Regions from separate parts of the Mus musculus genome. Here regions 1, 3, 4, 5, 6 and 7 are each linked to region 2. A link is a contact called in public HiChIP or PLAC-seq, Micro-C, capture Hi-C and promoter capture Hi-C data. All regions are on one chromosome and are shown on one strand. The core of a region is the stretch at or near the end of the contact, and the rest is flanking DNA. Distances in the headings are between cores, read along the strand shown. Region 1 overlaps Cers4 (ceramide synthase 4). Region 2 holds the start of Clec4g (C-type lectin domain family 4, member g). Region 3 overlaps Gm6410 (a long non-coding RNA gene). Region 4 holds the start of Cers4 (ceramide synthase 4). Region 5 holds the start of Elavl1 (ELAV (embryonic lethal, abnormal vision)-like 1 (Hu antigen R)). Region 6 holds the start of Timm44 (translocase of inner mitochondrial membrane 44). Region 7 holds the start of Ccl25 (chemokine (C-C motif) ligand 25).

Region 1 (3,618 bases), core at 430-2,929, 790 kb after region 2:
TAGGGATTGCAGTTATGCACTACAACTCCTATGAAGTGTTGGGTCTGGGAACCAGAGCCTCATGCATGCTGGGTAATCACTCTACCAATCGAGCCATAGCCTGGTCCTTTATAGGCCAAGCTGCTGACCTAGAACTTGCATTTTTCCTCCTATGCTTTCCAAGGGCTATGACTACAGATGTGTGCCACACCCAGCTCCTAGCATTGACACTTAAAACAATTTTTACAAGCGTATGTGTGCATGTGTACACACATGTGACACTGCAACTACAACTTGCAGTAAGTAGTTGGCTCTCTCCTCCACCTAGAGGAAGGTTGGGGACAAGCGCTCCCACTTACCGAGGTCCTGGGTAAAGTACTCAACAAGCTGCCTCATTGAGAATTGAATTGGGAGGGGGTGATCAGGGTTCAAGTGTGGAGGGCAGAAACATGGCAACCTCTGAGGGGGTGGGGCAAGGCAGAGTCTTAGACTTAGGGCCTTCCTTGAGATCTTTGTGAGATGTATTCTGGACCTTCAGTCTGTCTGGTCATCAGCACTTGCTGGTTGCCCTGGGGGGAGCCAGGGTCACTTGGAAAGGACAGCTAGGAGTCCAGTGCAGGACTGGCTTTAGCAATCTGAAAACACTCCCCTCATCTTGTAGAGCCCCTGATGTGTTTAGTTCTAGGCCTCTACCTGCAGGAATCAGGTGAGCCCAGGCAGGAATGGGCCTCCCCAGGAAATGTGTCAGGGAGGTCTTGATTGATTTACTTTCCCATAATCTTGTTTTCAGAAAGACAGAAAACAAAACAAAGCAGTTCCTGCTCCCTGCAAAGTTCTGGTGGTTGATGAGGGGTACTGGTGTGATAGGATTTGTGGTGACAGCCTGTGCTCCAACAAGCCAGAATTGGCAACTTATTCCCCATATGTCAATTAGAACAGCCAAATTAACAGTGAAAAGCAGATTTACTCAGTGTGGCTACATTGTGAAGTGGGACAAAGAAATTTAGAGACTCTCCCAAAACTGTGTTTGGGGTCCTAAAGGGAGGTGAAGAGTTAAGTAGAGGCCAGAATTATGGATGTCTAAGCCATCTCAGTCAAGGTGTGGTCCCGTCCAGTGCTGTCTGGGTTTCCTGTCTTCAGCGAGGTGGTCTGACAAGTTGTTGGCAAAGTGTAAACCTCATTCCTGGAGAAAGTTCTCCTCTGTTGGCCCAGGCTTTAGACTTTCTTCTCTCCCAGCTGGAGATTCCTGGGGGTTGGGGCTGGGGTTGAGGGTGGGGGGAAATTCCAGTTTCTTGGGGCTCATTGTTTCAATACTCTGATAGCCAAAGTGAGGGGCCCAAAGTGTTTGTTTAGAGTGAGTTTATCCCTGTTAGGCTGGTTACAACAGGACTTTCCGAACAGCTAGGATCAAACTTAAACACACAGCAGTCCCCAACCCCCACCGTAGGCAGGGCAGGGTAGGATATTTAGCTCTTTCTCCACTCCCCTCGCCTTTCTTTTCTCCCTTCCTCCCTGCCTCTCTCTTCCCTTCAGCTTAGCTGGTCCCTATGCTGGGCCCCTTAGCACAAAGCCCTGGTCTCTCTCCTCGAGGGATATTTTTAGTCAGTAAGAGGGATTATCAGCTGAGTTCCAGGTGGAGGGGCCTGGCTGGGAGAGGAGCCAGCCGGGCTTCAAAGAGCTGGCAAGCTGAGGGAGAAGGGAGAAACACAGGGGTAGGAGGGCCTTGAGGATAATAAAGGTCGAGACCGGACATGTTGGCGCAGCAACCTACACTGACTCTTTGCTTGACCTCGCTCACATTCATTGCCCTGTAGGCTGCTCTGGCCTAACCCAACTTGAGCACAAGGCATAGAATTTAAGGGAAGGACAATAGAGGTCAGGAGGGTTTCCAGGCTGAGAACTGCCTAGGAATCACCTAGAAAACTGGTGGTGATGCACATTTTCCATCCCAGAACTGGGGAGGCAGAGGCAGGAGGATTTTGAATGCCAGGATATTCTGGGAGACCCTGACTTTGAAAACCAGGTGCTGGGGGATGTGGTGGGGGTGGCTCACTGGTGAGTGCTTGGCTAGCATCTGACGGGCCATGGGACCTATCCCGGCACTGCAGACGCAATATATTTCTAGCATCTTCCAGTAAGGAGCTGGAATTGTATGGCGCATCCTTACCTAGAACCCACCAGGAGGGCTGGACCTCCCTAGGCTCCTCTTAATAAGAGGCTGGGAGGGGGGATGGTTCAGCAGTAGAGCACAGGCTTAGAATCTACCATTGTGGATCTGGGAGTGTGACTCAGTGGAAAAGACCCTTTCTAGAATCCCCCAGTGAGGGGCAAGGGTCATGTCTTCGTGGTAGAGTGCCATCATAGGACTGGGGTTGTGGCTCAAAAGTAGATTGTCTGTCTAGAATCTACCAGTGTGGGGCTGGGTGTATGTGTTATTGGAGAGCATTTGCCTAGCCTGGTTCTGGGTTCCACTCTCAGAACTGGGAGTGTGGGGACCTGAGGAGTGGAGCATGAAGAAGAAAAGCACCCACTGCCTCGTGGCACCTTTGCTCTGCAAGCAAGAAGACACTCACAGAAATGCTTCTGATTCCAGTGCTGGGGATTAGAGACAGGGGGATCCTGGGTACTCACTGGGCATTCCAGCCAGCTTGTAAACTATAGGTACAGTGAGAGAACCTGGCTCAAAAAAATAAAGTGGGAAACAATTTAGGAAGATACCTAGGGTCTACCTCTGGGCTCCACATGTACATGCAGAGCTCGTGGACTTGCCCATGTACGCATAAACCACTCACCACACAAAGCATCATCCAGAAGCTGCCACATACCAGTGACCCCTCAGTCTTTCTCGGACCACTTCCCTCCCCCAAATCATTACTGGCACTGTTCTCACACGGCTGTAGGCGTCATTTCCAGCCACTTATTAGGAATGAACTATTGTGGATCCCAGTTACAGATGGGAAAACTGAGTCACAGAGAGAGCAAGGCATCTGCTCCCAAGGTTACATAACTGGTAAATGACTGAGCCAGGAATTAAACCAGCCAGGATGGAACCTCCTGTTCTCACCTCCACTCCATTCCCCAGTAAAGTACATATCTGTTGTACTCATATTTCAGACTGGATATATGAGATGTGAGGATATGGAGCTGAGTTTCAAAGGAGAAAATGGAAACTGAGGAACCCTGAAGCCCTTCATCTTACTTCCTCAAGAGTGACTGCTTAGAATCCCTGAGTCAGGAGCTGGGGGCATAGCCCAGATGTAGAATTTTGAGTTTTGTTGCTGGAAAAGGCAATATTCATATTCTCCCAGGAGCCTCTAGAGGAGACCAGCTTAGCAACGTGATTTGAGCCCAGTGAGATCCATTTAGAACTATTGACCTATATATAGAACTGCCAGACAACCAGTTTGCAAGAGTAGCCACAGGAAGCCAACCAACCTCAGCAGCATACATTTATTTGGCCTAATTTTGAATTTTATGTTGATAGCATTTTGTGTAGACAACAGTACGTGCTAGTGTGCATCTGAAATGCTTTTGTGTTTTGAAAATGGAGGAGGGGAGAGGGTGCTGAGGATTAAACTTGATCCTCCTGTGTTCTAGGCAAGTGGCTACTGAGTGACACTTACAGTTCTCGTTATTGAT
Region 2 (3,859 bases), core at 112-2,611:
GGTTCAGAGATGCTGTTCCAGAGAACCTGAGTTTGGTTCTTAGCACTCGCACCCACATGCAATGGCTCACAAGTGTCTCCAACTCCAGCTGTAGGGGATCTGATGCCATCTACCCACTGTGGGCACTTGTACACCCGCGGCATACCCTCAGACACAGACATGTACACATGAAAATACATCACTCACCACTGGACAGTAGGGTGCTCAGAATGAGAGCCCATAGAACTGTGGCCACCAGCAGAGCCAAGACCAGGAAGAAAAGTCTTTGTTTGTAGCACTCCCAACGTCCCAATTGCCCTAGTAGAACACAGATAAATTCTGGCTCTCTCCAGGACAGAGGTACAGACAGCTTAAGTACCCTCCTACCACCACACAACATAGTTAGAATTTTTTTAAATTTAATTTTAAAAATTAAAAAAGTCTTTAATTGGCTATTTTATTTTTTTACATTTCAAATATTATCCCCCTTCCTGGGTTTCCCTCCACAAACTCCCATCTCATTCCACCCCCCACTGCTTCTATGAGGGTGCTCCCATACCCACCTGCCCACTCCCACCTCACCACCCTAGACTTCCCCTACATTGGGGCACTGAGCCTTCACAGGTGGAACACAGACTGAAAGAAAGGCCATCCAGAGACTACCATATGCAGCCACCAAACCCAGACACTATTGCAGATGCCAAGAAGTGCTTGCTGACAGGAGCTTGAAATAGCTGTCTCCTGAGAGGCTCTGCCAGAGCCTGACAAATACAGAGGCTGATGCTTGCAGCCAACCACGGAACTGAGCATGGGGATCCCGATGGAGGAGTTAGAGGAAGGACTGAAGAAGGAGCTGAAGGGGTTTGCAACCCCATAGGAAGAACAACAATATAAACCAACCAGACCCTCCAGAGCTCCCAGGGACTAAACCATCAACCAAAGAGTTCACATGGAGGGACCCATGGCTCCAGCTGCATATTTAGCAGTCTTAGAATTCTTATGCCAGTGTAACCAGAATCTATGTAACAAGGTGTCTGTGGCTGGAGTGATACCTGTCCCCACACAGGTTTTCTGGGGGAGACTTGGGTGATGCTGTTTCTCAGTCCAGGACCCAGGACCCAGCCCTTAGGACCCTGGGAAGTCCTCACTCCAGGATGTGATGTCCCCATGCCTGTGCTGCGGGCACCACCATTCCACAGTTCTGTCCATACAGTGGTGTCTCCTGTATGGTTTTGCCGTTTCTTCTCCCCAGCCCTCCCAAACTGCAAACATTAGAACAGAAGAACCCATGGAGGACGATGGGGTGATTCTCTTTCTCCTACCTCTGGAGACCTCTTCAATTGCACTGCCCAGCTTGTTGTATTCACCAGTGTTCATGGTGGTGGTGGCGTCCAGCCCTGGACAGAGATATAAATTTAAGTCTCCACCCTAGCCCTATCCTATCTCCCTCCCTCCCTCCCTTCCTTCCTTTCCATGTCGGTGGCCTCAATACTTTTGTGTAGGAAGCCAGCTAATGGTCAGTCGCAGTGCTGGGCAAGGCTAGGACTGTGAGGGGCAGATCAAACCTCTGTGGCTTGATCATTGTAGCTGTGTTTCCTGCACAGAAGGTGTGACGACTCATCTTTTGGTGTCTATGGAGGCATAGACCAGGAACACAGCACCCATGCACAGATAGGAGACATACATAATGTATACACACAGTGCCAAGAAGATATGTGTTTGGTTTATACCAGTGGTTCTCAACCTTCTGTCTCTCTCTGTGTAAATGTATGTATGTGTGTGATTGTGGAGGTCAGAGGACAGATTGGAGTGTTGTTACCCAGGCACCATTTATCTTTTAAATATTGCATTTATTTAGTTATATTGTGTGTTTTGGGTTCTTGCATAGGATTAGAGATCCCTCTAATGTACATTCACCTGACAACGTGTGAGAATTGGTTTTCTCTCTACACCATGTGGATTCTGGGATCAAAGCCAAATTGCCAAACTTGGCAGCAAGCTCCTTTATTCATTGAGCTGTCATGGTGACCCCCATCCACCTTTTTTTTTTTTTGGAAACAGGGTCTCTCTCTCTTTTTTAAAGCTTTTAAAAGTTTATTGTAAGGTTCCCTTTGTTAAATTATGTAATTACTACCTAAAGCAATGTGATATATTTGAAGTTACATTTTTTATTGGATATTTTCTTCATTTACATTTCAAATGCTATCCCCTTTCCTAGTTTCCTCTCTAAAAGTCCCCTATACCCTCCCTCTGCCCTGTTCTCCAACCCACCCACTCCTGCTTCCTGGCCCTGGCATTCCCCTGTACTGGGGCATATAATTTTCGAAAGACCAAGGGCCTGTCCTCCCAATGATGGCCGACTAGGCCATCCTCTGCTACATATGCAGCTAGGGACACGAGCTCTGGGGGTACTGGTTAATTCATATTGTTGTTCCTCCTAGAGTGTTGCAGACCCCTTTAGTCCCTTGGGTACTTTCTCTAGCTCCTTCATTGGGGGCCCTGCGTTCCATCCAATAGATGACTGTGAGCATCCACTTCTGAATTTGCCAGACACTGGCATAGCCTCACAAGAGACAACTATATCAGGGTCCTGCCAACAAAATCTTGCTGGCATATGCAATAGTGTCTGGGTTTGGTGGTTGTTTATGGGATGGATCCCTGGGTGGGGCAGTCTCTGGATGGTCCTTCCTTCTATCTCAGCTCCGAACTTTGTCTCTGTGATTCCTTCCATGGGTATCTTGTTCCCCATTCTAAGAAGGAACAAAGTATCCACACTTTGGTCTTTCTTCTTCTTGAGTTTCATGTGGAAACAGGGTCTCTTAAAGGCTAAGTAATATAGGCTGGTCTCAAAGTCCGTGTCCAGGATGGTCTCTATGAGCCAGCATTGGAGAGCAGAACCCGCTGTCCTTCAGCAGGTAGCCCAGATAACTTACTTTTCTCTGGCAGATTTGGGCCTTCGTGGCTGAGGCTCTGTATCTTAAGCCTCTCAGCTCCTCTAAGAGGAGTTTAGTCACCTCTGGATAGTCCTCCTCAGTCTTGGGTCCCAGGTTTTTTCACAGGCAGGACGGGAGTATTCCAAGCCCATTGGCATTTCCATAAGATCCCTTGTTCCAGGAGCCTGGTAATGTGGGGCCGGATTCCGTTCTGGGCCTCCCTCAATATAGGATATTGGCACACAGACACCAGGGAGGCTTGGGCTCTGAGCTCCATATGGATAGGGGACTGGTTGGTGGCCCTCCCCATCCCTGCCATCTCAGGCTAGGCCTGGGGAAAGGCCTAGAATCACCAGTCTAGTTCCTGGGGTGCCCTGTCCAAGGTCTCAAACAACTTGTATTCATCCTCTAACCCGAGAGTCAGGACTCTCTGTAGATTCCTTCCGGGTCGCTTTTCTTTCTTTCTCTGTCTCTGCTCCTTTTCCTCCTCTGTCTCCCTCTTAGGGTAGACTTTCTCAGCAGCCTGCACTAAATCCCTCAATGATTTACCCTGTCTTTCTAGCCTTTGGCACTTTTTCCTGATATTTCTGCTAGCCTGGTCTATAAAAGCCATAGTCACAGTGCTGCTGGGGTCATAGGGTGTATATTGGCGCTCTGCTCTCTGCTTAACCTCATGTACCTTGGTCAAATGTGTGGGTGGTCATGCAGCCCCCTGAGACAGTGGAGCCTGGTGGTGGACCTTCAGGTGCCCCTTACCTTTTGCCATATTAAAGTCCCAGTCAGGTGTCGTCAGGGAGTAGCGGGAGGCTACTTAAAGCAGCTTTTGTGAGGGCCTAAGTCTTGGGAAAGTAGGGGAGAGAGGCCTGTCTCTGCTATCAGCACTTGTACACCTTTCAGAAGTTGTGTTCACATGAAAGAAAAGCTCACTGTGAGTTGGCACATGAATT
Region 3 (3,607 bases), core at 357-2,856, 960 kb after region 2:
CTTCCTTAGCACAAAAGCATATGCTTATCGTACAAAAACATGATAGGTGGCTGATGTGTCTGTACCTACTAACAGGTCAGAAAGGGTTTCACAGAGAAATTTTTATCTCGAACAACAAAATCCAAAATAATAAAATTAAAAATATAAACCCACCATGCTTGCAAAGTAGCTTAACATTGAACAGCAGATGTGTCTGCTGTATGTTATGTGATTTAGGGACAGAGACCAAATGTTGAATGTATGGGTGGCATGAGAATTCGCGTGGTAGCGGAACCGCAGCCTGGACTTCCGGTCCTCTAGCCCGCCGGCGCAGCAGTGCATGCGCAGATTCCCCGTCCTCGAATATTCCTCCGTTCCGCGGTTTCTCCGCCTCGACACGCCCCCCCTGCCGTTCAATGACCGGGGATTGGAAACCCGTGCCGTCAGTCACTGGCCAGCGGGCGGGGCTTCCTACCATCTCATGTCAGTGCAGTTGCTGTCATGGCCTTGCCTCAGCTCCTTTATTCACGGGAATCCCCCTGCCTCACTCTCACACCCGCTGTCATCCCCCGCCCCGTGCCTCAGCTGCAGACAGTGATTCCGTTTCCCGCTCCCGCTTCGCTCCTCAGCCGCCGCCGCAGAGGGGCTCCCGCCGCCCACTGGAAGCCTCTCCGTGCCGTCAGTCACGGTGCCATTCGGTACGACCGGAAACAGCGAGCAGGACGGGGCACGCATGAGGCGAAGCTTCCTGACTGGACTGCATCTCCCATCAACCCCTGCGGCCGCAGCAGACCGATCGGACTTCCTGTCCGGGCCGGAGGCACATCCTGTCTGGCGCAGAAAGTTATGGTTCAATAATTCTAGTGCATGCTGGGAGTTGTAGTTACTTCCCTCCTCGCGCGGGATCTCCTGTTTGCCACAGGAAGTGAGGTGGCGGTAGCCCCTAGGCATGCTAGGAGTCGTAATTCTGTCCCAGTCCCGGGTTTGGGTCCTCTGAGCCCCGCGAGGTTTTTCTCTGATTGGCGAGCACAGCTCAGTGGGCGGAGACGGTGATTGACAGGCGGAGGGGGCGGCTACATCACTGCGTTTGTTTATATATTGAGAAAAGAAAAATAAAGCGCAAGCCCCTGCCTCAGTCAAGGCCAAGCGGGCGGGGCTTCCTGCTGCGTACCGGAAGTCTCTCTCCTGTTGTCTCAGGTCCGTGCAGTCACGGTCATCCCCCTGCCTCAGTTCCTTCCTTACTCACAGGAATCCCCCTGCCTCACTCTTACACCTGCTGTAAATTCCGCCTCAGCTGAAGACAGACAGTGAATTCGGTTCCTGAGCCCGCTTCCGCGTTCTGACTCCTGTGACGTCAGAGCCGGCATCATCGAGGTGTGCGCGCACTGCCACGCCCACTGACGTAGACTTTGACGCCGAGGCCGGGGTTTCCCCGTCCCAACGGTAACTGCCGCGACCCATGCGCCCCGGTCGCTCGGTGACCCCAATGTCAGTCAGACGCCTCCGTTCCCACAGCCGCCGTGACGTGGTAGGTCACAGCCGCTGCCGACACGTCTTTATGTCACACCCACTACACCTAGATCACGCCCACACGGCTTTAATGCTGTTCCCACTACACTCAAGCCACACCCATTACACTCAGGCCAAGCCTACACAGCTTCATGCCCTGCCCAATACTCTCAGGCCACTACTACAGGACTTTAGGCCCCGCCCACAACACTCAGGCTATGCCCACAGGGCTTTATGCCTCTTCCACACATCCTTAGGCAACTCACACACATCTTTAGGACACTCACATCTTTTGGACACTTCCACTATACTCAGGCCCCTCCCACACAACGTTAGGCCCTCCCAGTACACTCAGCCCCCTCCCACACATCTTTAGGCCCTCCCACTACACTCAGGCCCCTACCACACTTTTTTAGGCCACTCCTACACATCTTTAGGACCCTCTCACTACACTCAGGCCCCTCCCACACGTCTTTATGACACTCCCACACATCTTTAGGACCCGCCCACTATACTCAGGCCCCTCCCACACATTTTAGGACACTCCCACACATCTTTAGGACCTTCCCACTACATTCAGGCCCCTCCCACACATCCTTAGGATCCTCCCACTACACTCAGGCTCCTCTCACACATCTTTAGGACACTTACATAGTCAGAACACGCCCCCAAATTTACATATACATTTACATAGACAGTTAGAACACGCCCCCAAATTTACAGAGACAGAACACACCTCAAATTAGGCCCGCCCAGACACTTTTAGGCCACTCCATAACATCTTTGGGCCCGCCCAGACATCTTTAGGCCACTCCCACACATCTTTAGGCCTGCCCACACATTGGTAGGCCCGCCCACATAGACATTTACATAGACACTGAGAACATGCCCACAAATTTACAGAGATATTTATGTAGACATTTACATAGTTACTCAGAACACAACCACAAATACACATAGACATTTACATAGACAGCGAGGACACATCCACAAATTTACATAGACATTTACATAGTCACTGAGAAGGACTGGCTGACTTCTGAATCTTTTTTTTGTTTCTTCATGTTAGGTTTGAGGAGGACACCCTACCCACGTGGCTATCCTCAGTTGCGAGTCACTGTGGGAATTATCCCAGTTGTCTTTTGGTCTTTTCATATATGTAAATGTATTTATAAATGCACATACAAATGATATGTAATTGTATATGCAATGTGCACGCAAGTGTACATGTAAATGCATATGTGAATAAGCAAATATGCAAATGATATTCATGCCCATGCTTTCAAATGCCACGCCCACCCTCATTTAGGCCATGCCCATGCAGCTTCAGAACATGCCCACCCTCCTTTAGGCCAAGCACACTACTCTGAGACCACGCCCATCCTCCTTCAGGGCACACCCACTACTCTCAGACCATGCCCATACTCCTTTAGGACACTTCCACTACAGAAAACACCCACAGATCTTCAGTCTACTCCCACTATTCAACAACAATGCCCTCAATTGGTCAGGACACACCCATACTTCCTAATGCCACACCAATCCTATCCAGACCACGCCCACCCATAATTCTTTAGGCCAGTTTCACCACACTCAGGCCACACCCTCTGCACCCAGCCATGCCCATTCCTTCTAATGCCATGCCCACCAGAATTAGGCACCGCCCACACATCTAAATCTCATTTGAATATTTGCAAATTTATTCATATGTGCATTTACATACACATATCAGTTGCATATACAATTACATATCATTTACATATACATTTATACATACATTTACATATATATAAAAAGGCCAAAAGGAAAAGAAAAAGAAGGAAAAAAAAGAAAAAGAATAAAAATAAGAAAAGAAGGGACAACTGGGATTGGAATTCAACTGTCCTCTGTCACGGGATCTGCGTACAGTGCCCTCCTCACACCTAAAATAAATTTAAAAAAAAAAAAAAAGAAGGAAGGAAGGATGGAAGCAGGGAAGGAAGGAAGGAAGCCAGTCAGTGCAGAAGAGTTTGGGCTTCCTTCCTCCCTCCCTCCCTCCCTCCCTCCCTCCCAGCAGGGATAGAAACCACAGCAAACCAGCTAGAGAGAGAGAGTGAGTGAGTGAGTGACCAGAGCAAGA
Region 4 (3,487 bases), core at 625-3,124, 770 kb after region 2:
CCAGACGATACATACTGCATCCACCAGACGATACATATTGTATCCACCAGACGATACAAGCTGCATCCACCAGATGATACATGCTGCATCCACCAGACGATACATACTGCATCCACCAGACGATACATACTGCATCCACTAGCTTAGAAGTCTATTATCTCATGCCAGCCAGGCACAGCTTCCTCTGTCTCTCTAAACCCTGTCTTTAGATCTTTTGTCTGCCTTTTAAATCTTTTGGGTATACCATCTTCCTTCTATTGACCACCCCTGGGTCATGCTTTCCAGAACGACAAACTCCTCTATCTTCCATAATGCTCCTCTCATGCAACCCAAGTCCAAAATGAGTCATACCTCTACCCAGAAGTCAAAAGGCTTTTGGGAGTTGCTTCTCTTCTACTCCCATGTCCTGGCTATTGAACTCAGGTTGTCAGGCTTGGTGACAGACAGTTTTACTTGCTGACTTGCCTTGTCAGCTGAGGTTTCTTGTAATCTGTTAATTTACTCGGCTTCAGAGAGCCAGAAGTAGCTTCTTCCAAGGACACCCAACTACTTCCAGACTGTGGAGCAGGCCTAGGCATGCAAGTAAAAAGCTGACACCCCACTCTTCTTCAGCCATCCAACTTTGGTTGTAACTTCCACTGAACATTTCTCCATGACCCTTGTACACTCAAATCCTCCACTTCTCTGTGGACCTCTGGCTTGTATTTCCATGTCACTATCAAGATAAGTGGCTCCCATGGTCTAAGTGCTTGGGAATACCCTGTGTGACTTTCCTCTTTCACATTGGCATCTGGTCTATATATCACCCTTGGCTTATCAAACTCAGGGACACCTGTATACTAGACAAGCAGTCTACCTTCTGAGCTAGGCTTGATGTCCTTATATTATATTCTCTTTTACAAAGATGACAAGTTATTAGAAGTCTCTTCTAACTGCTTGCCCTAGAATTGTCTTTCCTCTGGTTGTACTAGGCAAGGAGAGGCCAACATCCTCCTGCATTATCCTAGGTCAAACAGTGGAAACAGCTATCACCCACTCTGACTTGTATCTCAGCTTAATCTCTCAGATCTTGCCTGATCTTTGCACCTCACAAAACCATAGCCGACATATTAATGTAATCTCCCTTCTCCTTTTCAATCCTGTGGACAGCTTCTTGGTGGGCCCAGGCCCAGCAATCCTCTAGGTTGGTCTGACCGACTCCAAGTACTGATGCCCTGGGGTGCTGAGGCCTGCAGAACGATCCAAGCTTCCTTTGCAGAGCCTAGCAGTGCATCTGAGAAACAGAGTGCAGGCAGAAAGACAAGCCAGAGCATCACAAAGAAGAGACCTAGAACTGGAAAACAAGATCCAGAGAGAGTGCCTAGTAGACGCTGCTGGGTTAAAACGTCAGAGATATGCTCTGCAGAAACCTACAGCATGGCTGGAGAAAGGCCAGGTGCCCACAACAGCCTCCGGTCGGGGCGGGGCCTGATAAGGCTGGACTGGGCTGGGGACCAGGCCTTGCCAGTTAGAGGAAGAGGCTGAAAGCAGGGATTGGGGTGAGGAGTAGCAGACCAGAGGTTGAGTGGAGTTGGGGGCGGGTCCTGGTGGCGGCGGCGGGTAGGGGGCTGTGGGCGGGGCCTGGAAACTGAAGGAGCTGGTAATAGTCTAGGGCGAGGCTGGAGGGAGGGTCCCAAGGTGCAGGATTAGGGGCTCAGGGCGGGGTCTGGAGGAGACAAACGACTATAAGGTGGGGGTCTAGGGAGGGGCCTGGTGGCGTGGGGGCGAGGCCAGGCCGCCGGTTGGGCAGTTTAGGACTCAGGGTTTTGGACCAAGCGGTTCTTTGGCCCACTGGGCCCGACCGCACTGAAGCCACGCCCTTTTCCCCTGCTCAGACCACGCCCAAGGCCCCATCAAACTCCTCCCGGAGGCCCCCTCCGGTCCTATTTCCTCCCTCGCGGGTGGAGGCTCTGTAGCGAGGAGTTTCTCGGCCCAGAGCGGTCTGCGGCTTGTCTAAGGCATCTTCGGATTAGCTGATCTCCGCACCGCCTCGGCCTGCATCTTGCTTTCTGAACCTCCAGGTAAGCAATCACCCCTCTCTGGGGGCGCCGCCCTAGTAGATACCCTCGAAACATTCCTCTCCTCCAGGGCTAAGAGCAGTCCGGCTCGGAGCCAAAACAGTCATTTAGTTTCCCATCATTTCTCCGACAAGGTATTTCTCAGAGTTTCCCATCTGGTCGGGGATCAGGTTGCATTCTGATCTGAGAGCTGTGGTGCCCCCATGGAGCAGGTGCAGGTGGTGGACATGAATAGAAAACGCGCGGGAGAGAATGGGGGTTGTCGTGACGTGGGGAATCCGGACATGTGAACAGGCACTGCGCCACAGGAATGTCTGTCACTAGAGAATTTGTACGGAGCGCCTGCTGGGTGCTACCGACCCGACAGGCGAAGGCCGAAGGCCGCAGACACAGAGATTCGGGAACCACGTAGACCCAGCCTCTGGGAAACAAGGGAGTGTGTAGAGCACTATCCAAATCCTGGAGGAAGGAGGTTGAAGTGTTGTGAGGAAGCCTATGGTGTCTGAGGGAAAGGGGCAGCCTGTCATGAGGGCACCTGCTATGGAGAGCTTTCTGGGCCCAGGCCACAAAATCCTAGGGAAATGGCCAGGCTGGTGTATTTGCAGACCAGAAAAGAGGCTGGAGTGTATACAGGGAAGAAAGGAGGTAGGGAGTGGTTGACCAGGGCTTGGAAGACAATGAGGAGCCCACAGCTCCATCCTCCGGGCTGTGTGTACAAGGGATGTTTAAGGCAGCAAGCAACAGCCATCTGATTGTGTCTTGAGAGGAAGACCCTGCCCTATGCTGGGAAAGTTGAAAAGACACCAGGGCAACCTGGACGTCTGGCTGGACCCCTGATGGAAGGTGCGTGAAGTGATAAGAGGTAAGTTAGAAATTCTGTGTTTCCCCCCAAGAATTGTGTTTCATGCTTGTTTGGAAGTGAGATGTGAGGAAGGTCTGTGTGAAGCTTTCCGAGGTGGTCTTCTGAGAATTTGGAAGGGGCCTTATTTTATTTGGGGGAAGGGCTAGGTTGAATCTAGGGCCTCATGCTAGACAAGCACTTTGCCGCTGCAGCACTTTGGTTGCTTCCTTCCTTCCTTCGTGTGTGTGTGTGTGTGTGTGTGTGTGTGTGTGTGTGTACGTGTGTGTGTGTGTACACTAACTTGTGGTGTCAATGTGTGTATGCATGTGTGTGTGCATCTATGTGTGTGTGGAGGCCAGAGATTGACTTCTTATGCCTTCCTCTCTCACTCTCCATATTAGTTCCTGAGACAGGTCTCTTAACTGAACCTGGAGGTTGTCATACTTGCATAGCAAGCGCTGTACTGACTGAGCTAGCACCAGCTTAGTCCTTAGGTTTTATTTTGAGACCACCTCACTAACTTTTTCTTTTCTTTTCTTTTCTTTTCTTTTTTTTTTTTTTTTTTTGCCGAGACAGGGTTTCTCTGTAT
Region 5 (3,675 bases), core at 549-3,048, 600 kb after region 2:
AGGGAATGGGATCCTTTGGAACTGGAGTTATGGATGGCTGTGAGCCATCATGTAGGTGCGAGGAACTGAACACAGGTCCTCTGCAAGAGTAACAAGTGCTCCTGTTCACTGAGCCGCCTCTCCAGCCTCACACCATTTTCAAAACCAGACCTCAACAGTTTTGCATACACCAGTATTCAATATGTTGGCGGTATCTAGGACTTGCTTTCAAACCCTGCATTGGCCACTACAGTGCAAGAGATTATCCTGTTTCACTTTCTTCTCTAAAATGGATACTGTAACATCTACCTTAGGGGCTGGGGACATGCCCGTGAAGTATGAACACATGGTCCATTGTTGAAAGATTCTGGTGATTATTTTAACTGCATATTCCATGTGTACTGGGGGTTTCCTCACATCTTTACATCTGCACAATACTTTCCCCATGCTATTTCACAGGCATTTCAATACGGCTTATTCAAGATCTTAGGTGCTTCACCCAGATCATCGGATAGGGCTGGAAGAACTTTTCCAGGAAGACTGCTTAAAGATTTCTCACCTCTCTGTGTATGTGTTTTGGTGGAGGGAAAAAAACGAGAGAAAGAACCCTAGCAACGCCTCAATGTGTTTTTGGTACTCACAACTGGAAGAAGTAGGAGGCAGAGATGCTAATACTCAGTAGGCAGAAGAAGCCAGGCATGCTATCCAACTTTCTGCAATGCATAGGGCAGCCAGGCCCTCCCAACCAACCATTATCTGACTCTAACTGCCTGTAACAAGGAGGTTAAGAAAGCTTTAACATCCGATCTTGCCTCTTCTAGAGCTCTGGCCAGCGGTGTCCCACATGGACACTTCCGATAATGGAAGCTCTGTCTAGTGCAAAAAAGTTCTCCACCTGCTCTCCACATAGTAGGCGTCAAACCCATTTTGGCATGCTTTAGCAGCAGAAGACAAGAGAAAGGGAAGATCCATCATCACTACCCATTGTTCAACAGCGTGCAATTGCCTTTTTAATATTTACACGTTATTTTACAAATGAAAACGTCCCTAAAACAGCTTTGTTAGAGATGGCGATCAAAGAAAAAATTTCCCCTTTCTCTTCTAGACTTCTACACACAGACGAAAGGTTTGCACACTTCTAAAAGGACCTCATGATTCGTCGCGGTGTGTCCAGAAAATCGTCCACAAAAGAAATCTATGGGATTTCCCGAGGGAGCAAGTCTGTGGGCCATGACCTCTGGCGCCCAAGGTCCTCGCTCCACTCTTCCACCCCCGGATCACCGGGCCTCCGAGATCAACTATCCGGGGCCCCCCAAGCCTCGGAGCCCGGCCCCCCAAAGCGCGTGCCCACGCTGTGTCCTTCTCCCGCCTCTCTCGCGGGAGCCCAGAGGAATCTGGCCCGGCGGAGGCTTGTCGCCAACCTGAATCAAACAGAGTCGGTTCCCATTCGCCCAGCCGCGGCCCACACGCGCGTCTCCATACCCAGGCCTACCGCGGCCTGGGGCCTTCGGCCGGTGCAGGCCCGGCGGACGCCCGTGGGGCTAGGCGAGCTCAGGCCCTAGCGCGGCCTACTCTTTCGGAAGTCGCCGAAGCCTCCGGCCTCACCTGAACACGGGCGGGAAGGCCCGGGACTCTGCTCCGGGGCGGGCGGCGCGGCGATAACGGCTCCGCACGGCCTCGGCAGCGGTGGCGGCGGCGGCGGCGGCGGCAGAGCGGTAGCGGTAGCGGTAGCGGCGACGGCGACGGCGACGGCGACGGCGACGGCGACGGCTGCGGCTCCTCCTCAGCGCGCACGACCCGCTCCCCGGCCCCGCGGCCCAGACACGCCCCCTGCTCAGCGCGCTCTGCTATTGGTCAGTGTCTTTGAAGAAGCGACGCTCATTGGTTGGCATGGCTGTCGCGGTACGCGGGTGCGCGCGGCGTAGGCGGGACTTCCTGTCGGCGTCGTCCGCGGTGGACCAAGGCGCCCAGTGGAGTCGCGAAGTGGCTGGCGATGGCCGCGGAGAGGGTGAGTTGGAGCCTGGCCCGCAGTGGACGCCGTCTGGACGTCGAGGCCAAAGAGTGGCGCTCTTTATAGAACGCACGTCGTGTGATCCTCACAATGCGGGCTGTGCAGCCGCTTACGTCCAGAGAAAGCAAGTTGGTCATCGGGAGCCCTCGCTAGGAGGACAGGATCCCCGATTCGAATCCCGGCCCGGACATTTCCGGTCTGCCTGCAGTTGAGCACCGGCTGACGTCACTGAGCCGGGCCTCAGTTTTGTTATCTGGTGAAGCGGGTTAAAGGATGTGGTCAGCATGGTCAGCCTCTGGGAATCTAAAGTTAAAATTTCTTGGTTTTAAGATTTTTCTTAGTGTGTATGCATGGGTGTTCAGCCTGCATGTATGTTAACCCTGTGCACCATATGCGTGTAGTGCAGATGGGAGTCAGAGAGAAGGTCGGATCCTCCGGGGGACTATTGTTAACTGCGTTTGGGAGCCGACTACTGAACCCATGTCTTCTGTAAAAGCAGCCAGTGATCTTAATTGCTGAGCCATCTTTCCAGCCCCACTTCCTTCGAAATTTAAAATGCCTACTATGTGCCAGGCAGTCGGGCAGTGACCAGAAAAACAACTGCCTGTGCCTTTTGGAGGCTGCTGTTCTGGACTAGTGCTATCAGAAACGTATATGCCACCCTGTTTGATTGAAAACTTCTCTATTGTCTCTACCTCTGTCCACCGTTTTTTAGCGTGTTTGTTTTCTTTTAGTCGGGATCTTCCTAAGTAGTCCTGGCTTGGAACTTATAAATCACGCTGACCATTGCCTCATAGAGATCTGCCTGCCTCTGTTTCCTGATTGCTGGGGTTTAGGGTGATGTTTCATATGATCCAGGTTGGCCTTAAACTTTCTGTGTAACGAAGGATGTCAGTGAAATGATCCTTTTGCTTTCATCTCCCAAGTTCTAGGATTACAGGCCTGCAACACAGCCGCTGCGTGTAGGTAACCTTTTAAAAGTAGTTCTACAGGATTTGAAAAAAAGTTATATTCAAAATTTTTATATTATGTATGTATTTGTTTGTATGTATGTACGTGTTTTTAAAGGATGGTGTTTGTGTATATGTGTATAATATGTATATATTATAATATGCATGTGTTTGTGTGACCATCTATGTGAGAGTCAAAGGGTTACTTGGAGGCGTCAGTTCTTCCGTCATAAGAGATATGGGGGTTGAACTCAGGTTTACACTCAGCAACCAATGTCTGTTCAGCTGAGTCATCTTTATAGCCTGCGATGTCCTTTGTAAAAAAAAAAATATTTATTCACTTAACATCCCAATTGCTGCCCCCACTCCTGGTCCCCTTCTCCTTCTCCTCTGAGAGGGTGGAGCCCCTCACCTTGGCATATCAAGTCTCTACAGGGAGAGGCACAACTTCTCTCTAAGGCAGACAAGGCAGCCCCGTTAGGGGAGCATATTCCGCTTGGGACATCCTTCATCAGCTCTGTACAGTAAAACTTTAAAGAAGCCACAAAATTGTCAGCTATATGGCAACTTAAATTTTAAAATTATTAACTTATGGGCCAAGGGCGTAGCTTAGTGGTAAAGTACTTTCCTAGCACATCCAAGGAGGTTCACAAAAGAAGAGGAAAGGGAAAAGAAGGACATGGATATAGTTTGGTGGTTGAGTGTCTTCATGACATACACAAAGAGATAAAGTAG
Region 6 (3,761 bases), core at 1,057-3,556, 560 kb after region 2:
TCAATCTACAACGGAAAGCAGCAGAGGGGAAGGAACCACGGGGAACTGCCCCACTCCTAAAATGGCTGTTCGAAGAACAGGATCAGGAAGAAGCTGAGGAGAGGCTCTGGCCAGCATGCAGACTTGAGGACTCAGTCACTGACACACTTACGGAAGTGTGGTCGAAGAATAGTGACCAAAACACAATGAGACCCAAGGTATGATGAAGTGACTCTATACCCATATTTAAATACCCATGCTTAGTGAGACACTCACAGACAGAGGCCAGAGAGGGAGAATGTAATCTGATGCAGGATACAGGAGGCCTTTTCTAGCCATCACAGCAAACTGTATGTGTAAAAGTGCCTTGTTGCTGACAAAACAGGAGGTAGAGCAAGCATATCCCAGGACATCCAGAAACAAGGCCTGCTGCTCTCTGTAATTGTGAATACCCGCAGCACACCACACTCCCTGAAGTGACGGTGCTGGCATGCCCCGCCCCCACCCTTTTTTCCCAGACCTCTGTTGGGTCTGCTTATTGGTATCCTGGGTCACTCACCAGTGTCAGCTCTCTTCCTGGCCGGCTTATCTGGTAGCTTGAACCATGGGGTAGGTTGTGGCTGGAGAGAAATTGGATTCCGCTGCCTAGGCACCTCTAATTGGTTAAGAAAAAGAGAAAGAGCCATTCAGAAAAGAGGGTAACTCTGAGGGTCACCATGAGTCATTTGCTGACCTTAACTTCATGCCTGTTGTAAGCTAATATGCAATCTTTGTAAAAATCCGAGAAGCCACTGTAATTAGGTAGAAAGAGAATATGTTGCATCAGCACCTCCAGGACCTAGTCCCACACCTGAAACTGGGGAGAACGTGGGTAGGTACCAGGAAACCACAAGAGCAGTATATTTGTGACAGTGTAACCCAATCTTTACTGAAGCCCACTCCACTTCTGCCTATCTCCAACAACTACAGAGGAGAACTTTCAAAGACAAACCAACAACTTCTTGGTGCAGGGAAAACTATGGAATAGACCTGTCATGCCCTGGTCAAAGGTTCTAAATACAGAGCCCCTCTGGGCAGAGAATCCAGTAACCTCATGAGAAAGACCCTTTTTGATCCTACCAAATGATGAACTCGTAGTTGTGTGCAGTTGAGTCCAGCACAGGTCCACTGAAACACAATGACCTAACAGAAGCACTTTTCATTTTACAAACTTTTCTTCTCCACTTTTTCCTAGCTATGTAATCACTGGTTAACATCCCAAACTCACATAGGTTGAGAAGTGAAGAGGATCAGGCTGTATCATTTATCACTGCACTGACTGCCAGGGTTGACTTGAATGATCTAGCTACTTGGTGTCATTTTCCCCCTTCCTTCCTTCCTTCCTTCCTTCCAGCTCCACGTGTGTTCTTCTCAAAGTTGCACATTTAGTCAAAGAGGATGATCTTTCTTTGGTCAAGCATATACCTGCTCTTCCCAGGTAGAACCTCCAAACAAGCTCTCAAGGTCCAAATGCATACCAGTATGGCTATAGTTACTGAAGTTTGCTCTTGGGATAACTTGTTTTACATTTCCCTTCCTCCTAATAATTGGCGATAGAATCATACTGAGCTGGGCTTTGGACCAGATCAGCAACCTACTAGCTCCGCGTCTGTGAGCAGATTGCTTAATCTAAGTTTCGCGTTCCTTAACCTAATGAGACTGGGTTAAACAATAGCAATATAAAGAACTATATTTATATTCTGAGTGTGTATTAACAGGACATTGACCTAAGTCAAGAGTTCTAGTTCTTATCCAGAGCAAGAACTACTTCCTGCACTTTCACGCTGATCATTAGAAGTGGAATTTAGGAAACACTCTCCGCTGAGGACTTGACATTCAAACGGGAACAGTGAATGTCACTTTAAAGAGCGAGAGAAAAAACCAAACTTTCATCAAGCTGTTTTCTCAATGGGGTATCATCTCCCCAGACACCAGGGACTCCCTCGTGCACGAGGGAACAGACCGACAGGTGAGAGGTGACCAGTTCCAGGGTAGCTTCGAGCATTGCCGCTGAATTCGGGGAAGAGGGGGTGGGGGATCAGTTCCCGCCCCAGGGCCTTCCTGCTACTTTCCCAAGCCTCGGCTGACCCAATGACCGAACCCTAACCCAACCGTGGAACCCATAAGAAAAAACGAGAGCGATCCGGGACTGAAGAGAAGGAGATCTTAAAAGCCGAGCGTCCAGACCCCTTATTTCTGCCCTACCAGCCCCGCACGTCTGCTCACCCGCGGACAGCGGCACCAGCCACCCCGCAGAGCTGCCGCCGCCATGTTGGAAGAGCCCGTGTGACCTTCCTGCGTCGCTCATCGATCGCGTCATCGGCTGCGCCGGCCTAGAACAGCACCAGCCTGGGAAAACCCGGGGGGAGGAGGAGGAGGGAGGTAGAGGAGAAAGAAACCCGATTGGTCTTCTGGGAGCCAAGTCTCTTATGCTTCAAGACATCAAGGATTCTGCGATCCAGCCTGGGAGGGGGCAGAGTTTAGGACAGGTAAGCCTCTTGTTGAGGCTCAGGGAGGAAAGCATTTTTGTGAGACCATCCGTGGTAAGGTGGGAACTACAAAAGGACAGAGGACTGGAGAGATGGCTCTGCAGTTAAGTCCACTGGCTGCTCTGGCAGAGAATTCGGATTCCGTTCTCGGCACGCACATGGTAGCTCACAACTGCCTATAACTCCAGATTCAGGGGATCCGAAACCCTCTTTTGACTTCCAAGGGTACCAGTCATGGAGGATAGACATACATGCTGCAAAACTCCTACCTATACACATAAAATTAAGATGATGCTAGGTGTGGTGGCGCACGCCTTTAATCCCAGGACTTGGGAGACAGAGGCAGGCGGATTTCTGAGTTCGAGGCCAGCCTGGTCTACAAAGTGAGTTCCAGTACAGCCAGGGCTACACAGAGAAACCCTGTCTCGAAAAACAAAAACAAACAAATTAAGATGACTACAAAAAGGCCTATTGGGGAGCATTCAGTACAGAATTGGGATAGCTCACATCTCAATGGTGGGTTTTTGTTGTTTTGTTTGACGGATTTTTTTTTTTTTTTGAGGGTCTCATGTAGTCCAGCAAGCAAAAGACTCATACACATAAAATAAAAAATTTATAAAAAGACTACAAAAGGGCAAAACCTTTGAAGTATTCAAACTGGTGCACAGATTGCCCCAAAACAAAGAAACAAAACTCCTATGGCTCAGTGTGTGTGTGTGTGTGTGTGTGTGTGTGTGTGTGTGTGTGTGTGTACTCTCCAGGCTGGCCTCCAATTTGTTATGTAGTTGAAGAAGACCTTGAACTTCTGATCCTCCTGCCTCCACCTCCCAAATGTTACTGATCACAGTTGTGCACCACAACAGAAGGTTTATGTACACTGCAGGGGATGGAACATAGAACCTGTGCATGCTAAACAAGCACCCTACCAAATGAGTCACAGCTCCACTCTGAGACAGGACAATGTTAGTGTTAGAGATAGGCATGTAGGTGGGTGAACTACAAAATATATATTTAACTGGAAACTAAACAAGGCTGATTAACTCTAGATACAGTTGACAATGACTGACAGTGCCTTGACCTGCCAGTTGCTCTCAGAGCAAGATTTTCAAACCACTTCTTCCTCTTCTCTCCTCCTCCTCCCCCTGAAATAAAGATTTATTAATTTACTTCATGTAATGTGGGCACACTGTTGCTATCTTCAGACACACCAGAAGGGGGCACTGGATCTCATTACAGATGGTTGTGAGCCACCAT
Region 7 (3,672 bases), core at 456-2,955, 630 kb after region 2:
CAGTGGCTGGATTGCACGCCACACCCTCGGAGTAAGCCCCACCCAGAAAGCACCCCCTGGTTTCATAAGCTCTTCTGTTTATATCTTCCTCATTTGAAAACTGGCTGTAAAGTTCTACCCACCAAAACTACTCAAATCTACACCATCAAGATTCATCCTCAGGTGCCATTCCTCAAAACTCGCCCCCTGGTGCTATTCTCCAAACACAGACCAAAGCTTTATGACTTGCTCTGGTGTGTGGAACTCTAAGCTCTAATCATCCTGGGGGGCCTTAAGCTTCACTCACCTGCAGCCGGCCAGCACCCTCCACTGCCCCGCGGAGTGGGGTAGGGGGTGGGAGAGGGCAAAAGACCCCGACTAAGTAGAATTAAATACAACAGGAGGTTCGGAGTGTGAGGAATACCCAGAGAAAGGACGTGTCGCTAGCTGCGGATGCGAGTGATGAAAAGTTAAAAGCGGTTAGTTGTGAGTTCTTGTGGCAGGCCTCCCCGTTCCTCCTCCCCGCCCCGTCCAGCCCCGCCCCATCTTCCTAAACACTTTGCCCCTATCCCCCAGAGGGTCAAGTTAACCAAAGGAAAGAAGAAATGCTTTCAAAATGAATCTTGTTTTGCTTCCTGCAGACAACAGACGCTGTCACCTGGATCCTGGCTTCACATTCCAAACCAGAACATTACTTTCTTTCCAGTGTTGTGGTTACAAACAGTTTTGTTAGAATGGCTTTCATTCCGTATCACTCACTGCCCCACTGAAAGTGTACCTTTCCAGACCGGGAGCTGGCTGAAGGAGTTTGCTGCAAAACTTGATGACCTTACTTTGATTCCAAGCTCCACTGACTCTGCAAAGTTGCCCCCAGATCACCATGGTTCTCATGTCCCCAGCCTCCCAAATAAATACAATTTTAAAAGTGGGCCAGCAACTGGAATTTTATTCAGCAACTAAAAAATAACATTATGGTCCAGCACTTGGGAGGCAGAGGCAGAGGCAGTCGGATCTCTGTGAGTTCAAGACAAACCTGGTCTACAAAGTGAGTCCAGGACAGCCAGGGCTCTGTTACGCAAAGAAAGTCTGTCTCAAAAAAAACAAACAACAAAAACAAACAAACAAACAAACAGGAAAAGAAAAAGAAAGAAATTATGAAATTTCAGGAAAACGTGTTAAGGCCAGGACAGAGCAAGAGAGCAAGAAAAGGCAAGATGGCTCCGTGGCTCAGTGAGTAAAGGCACCTGCCACCAAATCAGATGACCTTTGTTTCATCCCCAAGACCCACAAGGTGGAAGGAAAGAATAGATTGTTGTCCTCTGACCCCACAGATACGCCATGATTTATGTGTGCCCTGTTCTCATGTACAAAATAATAATAAAAATTAGAAATAATAAAACTTTTAAACGCAGCTAACTATAAAAAGATCCGTGAGGAGATGGAATAAAAAGCTTGTAAGGGAGAGGGCTGCGGACAGTATTGGACCTCACATAATAAGGTATTGGGAGGGGATACTGATTGAGAGGCCTGGCTGCATAAAGTGCCTCAAGGTTCATGGGGCAGGTAACCTGCAGAGACAGATGTAAAATAGGACTTGGTCTATCTGAAGGAGAGAGAAGTCCCAAGTCTCACAGAGCTGGTAGAGAGGAGGAGCAGGAGGAGGGAGGGAGAGAAGAGAGGGGGCAGGTCACTGCAGGGTGGGGCTCTGACTATAAAGAATGAAGCCAGTTCACTGATCCCATAGGCAATACACGCTACAAGCAGGCACCAGCTCTCAGGACCAGAAAGGCATTGGTGAGTCTTTTTCTGACTACAGCAGAGGCTAGAGCAAGTCCTTTGCCATCTGCCTCTCTTTCAGAGAGTTCCAGGGGTGGCTTGAGATACTGATGTCTTTCCTTCCACTTTTATAGGTGGCCCCCTTAAACCTTCAGGTATCTGGAGAGGAGATCTAACCTTCACTATGAAACTGTGGCTTTTTGCCTGCCTGGTTGCCTGTTTTGTTGGGGCCTGGATGCCGGTTGTCCATGCCCAAGGTATTGTCCTTAGCTATACCTACCTTGCCCCGGTTTGGGCATATTGCTTTCTCTTCTCACTTGTCCTTCTCCACTTGTTGAAGTCTCCCTGTATTCTGTATCCTTTGAACTCTTCAGTGTCTCTTGGGAGGTTGGGCATAACAAGAATTCCTGGTACTACTGGAGGTAGATGGGTAGAGATGAAGTGTCCCCAGCTACTTACTCCCAGATCCCTCACTTTCATTCTGAAGTGCTTCCTTTGCAAGACTCAAGAGGTTTAGGGGCTGCAGGAACCTGAGGGTGGATTCCAATTGAGGAGAAATTCACTTAGCCAGAAATGCATTTTGATGCCCTTCTTCTGCCTAGTTAGGGGATGTGAAGTTAAGCTCAGAACCCTGAAGACTCTCCAGACTGCATTCCCTGCCTTTCCTCCCTGTGTAATCTAGGCAAGGGGCTAAGATTATTCTGTGTGGGACTCAGTGTCCCCATCTGCTAAGCAGGAATGAAAATTTAAGGATCCAATGAACTGCAAAATACTCTCAGCTGCAACAGGATTCCCAGCCCTGTGGTCAGGGAACCATCTTTGTCTTCTTTCTTGGCCTCCTGGAAAGCAGGTACTGGAGGATTCAGTTACCCAAGGCCAGTTCTCAGGGGCATGAAGCATCCCCCAAGAGTCCTGTCACTGGGTGCTTCATCTCAGAAAAAACTGTGAAGTCCCAGCAGGTGTCAAGGCAAAATCCCAGGCCAGGTTGAGGACCAGGATCCCTGCTTTTGCCTTGCCTGCTCTTCTACAGACAGGTCGTGCACCTTCAAGCTTCCACCGTACCCATAGAAAGCCAAGCTTGGCTTTTTTTTTTTTCCCATTCTGCTATCTGGGCCACTCCCAACCTCTGCCCTTTGATCCTGGGAGAAAAATGGCCCCCAGTGTTGGAAAACACCTGTCAGGGATCCCTGAAGTCCCATTTCTTATCTGACACCACTGCCCCTTGTCCTCAAGAGCCAAGGTGGAGCAATGGCAAGGAGGATGAACTCTGTCCCTGAACCTCTACTAGGCTCTACTTGTCCTCAGATCGAGGAACCCACTGTCTTGCCAACTTTCTTTATTCATTTGCTTCTCTCCTCAGAACTTTCTAGGATCATCTCCTCCTCCTTGGGCACCTCCTCCAGCTCCAGTGCACCTTCTTTCATGTAGATAACATTTTTGGCTTCCCTACCAGGTTGAGATACTCCTGAGCATTAGGTCTAATTCATGTCTGTGTTGTATGGCTCTTTGGTACCAAGAAGAAATCTTTAAGCTCTTGTTAGACTAACAGGGGAATCGGCAAAGAATGGCTAGGTCAGTTTAGCAGCCACTGAGATGAGTATAGAGAGGAAAAGGGATTTAAGTTAATTCAACATGGGGACAAGCTGACTCATACCTGGAGCTGAGATGGTCAGGAAAGTTGAATAACCTGTTTATATTTTTATCCAACTTACATTTATTTATTTATTGTGTGCGCGTGTGTGTGGATCAGTATGCACAGTGCCCATGTGGAGATAATTTGCAAAGTCTTTCCTTTCACTCTGTGGATCCATGGGGTCAAACTCAGGTTATCAGGCTTGGTGGCAAGAGCTTTCTCACTATGTGTAACTCACTGTCCAGGAACTCACTATGTAGACCAGGCTAGTCTCAAATGCTTAG

Evidence for each region. Promoter capture Hi-C pulls out the DNA fragments that hold promoters and counts their contacts. Hi-C and Micro-C count contacts between places; a contact is called where the count stands out from the background. HiChIP or PLAC-seq counts read pairs in DNA pulled down with a chosen protein or histone mark. Capture Hi-C pulls out chosen DNA fragments and counts their contacts.
Region 1: a Micro-C map of embryonic stem cells shows a contact between it and region 2, with 2.8 times the contacts expected there. The contact joins the enhancer-like site here to the promoter of Clec4g in region 2. A contact is called at or near these places in 4 of 39 promoter capture datasets (the C10 cell line, embryonic stem cells, hippocampal neurons and 1 more), 9 of 484 Hi-C or Micro-C datasets (the G1E-ER4 cell line, embryonic stem cells, group 2 innate lymphoid cells and 2 more) and 1 of 115 datasets of contacts at active chromatin or transcription factors (large pre-B cells).
Region 3: an H3K27ac HiChIP or PLAC-seq map of large pre-B cells shows a contact between it and region 2, with 6 times the contacts expected there. The contact joins the enhancer-like site here to the promoter of Clec4g in region 2. A contact is called at or near these places in 5 of 39 promoter capture datasets (the C10 cell line, cranial neural crest, embryonic stem cells and 2 more), 1 of 484 Hi-C or Micro-C datasets (the HPC-7 cell line), 3 of 115 datasets of contacts at active chromatin or transcription factors (double positive thymocytes, extraembryonic endoderm stem cells and large pre-B cells) and 1 of 9 other capture datasets (embryonic stem cells).
Region 4: a contact with region 2 is called in a capture Hi-C map of embryonic stem cells, with 3 times the contacts expected there. The contact joins the promoter of Cers4 here to the promoter of Clec4g in region 2. A contact is called at or near these places in 12 of 39 promoter capture datasets (the C10 cell line, the HPC-7 cell line, HPC-7-derived erythroid cells and 6 more), 1 of 484 Hi-C or Micro-C datasets (embryonic stem cells), 2 of 115 datasets of contacts at active chromatin or transcription factors (embryonic stem cells and stem cell-derived neural progenitor cells) and 2 of 9 other capture datasets (embryonic stem cells and liver).
Region 5: a contact with region 2 is called in a promoter capture Hi-C map of the HPC-7 cell line. The contact joins the promoter of Elavl1 here to the promoter of Clec4g in region 2. A contact is called at or near these places in 8 of 39 promoter capture datasets (the C10 cell line, the HPC-7 cell line, cranial neural crest and 4 more), 2 of 484 Hi-C or Micro-C datasets (the HPC-7 cell line and LSK cells), 5 of 115 datasets of contacts at active chromatin or transcription factors (the 230-238 cell line, the SCID.adh cell line, embryonic stem cells and 1 more) and 1 of 9 other capture datasets (liver).
Region 6: an H3K4me3 HiChIP or PLAC-seq map of pro-B cells shows a contact between it and region 2, with 2.7 times the contacts expected there. The contact joins the promoter of Timm44 here to the promoter of Clec4g in region 2. A contact is called at or near these places in 4 of 39 promoter capture datasets (embryonic stem cells, liver, neutrophils and 1 more), 3 of 484 Hi-C or Micro-C datasets (B cells, Sertoli cells and uterus), 4 of 115 datasets of contacts at active chromatin or transcription factors (bone marrow-derived macrophages, embryonic stem cells, large pre-B cells and 1 more) and 1 of 9 other capture datasets (liver).
Region 7: a promoter capture Hi-C map of hippocampal neurons shows a contact between it and region 2, with 2.3 times the contacts expected there. The contact joins the promoter of Ccl25 here to the promoter of Clec4g in region 2. A contact is called at or near these places in 4 of 39 promoter capture datasets (the C10 cell line, cranial neural crest, hippocampal neurons and 1 more), 1 of 484 Hi-C or Micro-C datasets (Th2 cells), 2 of 115 datasets of contacts at active chromatin or transcription factors (embryonic stem cells and large pre-B cells) and 1 of 9 other capture datasets (liver).

What each region holds. Positions count from the first base shown.
Region 1 is chr8:4,510,747-4,514,364 of GRCm38.p6, forward strand. The region is part of intron 1 of Cers4 (ceramide synthase 4); the gene reads left to right. Among named protein-coding and RNA genes, the nearest start is that of Cers4, 19 kb to the left of the region's middle. Within about 2 kb of position 1,680, at least 83 of the 459 cell types and tissues checked have an H3K27ac peak or open chromatin away from gene starts, as enhancers often do. A contact at or near this core is called in embryonic stem cells and group 2 innate lymphoid cells, where this site is marked.
Region 2 is chr8:3,719,290-3,723,148 of GRCm38.p6, forward strand. It overlaps Clec4g (C-type lectin domain family 4, member g), which reads right to left and starts at 1,362. Exons shown (of 9, transcript NM_029465.3): 1 at 1,302-1,362; 2 at 187-297. The coding sequence starts at 1,356. All of the region lies in intron 4 of Gm16553 (a long non-coding RNA gene), which reads left to right.
Region 3 is chr8:4,677,060-4,680,666 of GRCm38.p6, forward strand. Gm6410 (a long non-coding RNA gene) reads left to right here. Exons shown (of 2, transcript XR_378684.4): 1 at 1-1,507. Among named protein-coding and RNA genes, the nearest start is that of Gm6410, 4.0 kb to the left of the region's middle. Within about 2 kb of position 1,607, at least 411 of the 459 cell types and tissues checked have an H3K27ac peak or open chromatin away from gene starts, as enhancers often do. A contact at or near this core is called in the HPC-7 cell line, double positive thymocytes, extraembryonic endoderm stem cells and 2 more, where this site is marked.
Region 4 is chr8:4,491,531-4,495,017 of GRCm38.p6, forward strand. It overlaps Cers4 (ceramide synthase 4), which reads left to right and starts at 1,875. Exons shown (of 11, transcript NM_026058.4): 1 at 1,875-2,060.
Region 5 is chr8:4,323,302-4,326,976 of GRCm38.p6, forward strand. Elavl1 (ELAV (embryonic lethal, abnormal vision)-like 1 (Hu antigen R)) reads right to left here and starts at 1,799. Exons shown (of 6, transcript NM_010485.3): 1 at 1,585-1,799. It also overlaps a transcript of Ccl25 not described here.
Region 6 is chr8:4,273,599-4,277,359 of GRCm38.p6, forward strand. It overlaps Timm44 (translocase of inner mitochondrial membrane 44), which reads right to left and starts at 2,307. Exons shown (of 13, transcript NM_011592.2): 1 at 2,245-2,307; 2 at 539-634. The coding sequence starts at 2,289.
Region 7 is chr8:4,347,883-4,351,554 of GRCm38.p6, forward strand. It overlaps Ccl25 (chemokine (C-C motif) ligand 25), which reads left to right and starts at 1,706. Exons shown (of 6, transcript NM_009138.3): 1 at 1,706-1,773; 2 at 1,890-2,012. The coding sequence starts at 1,940.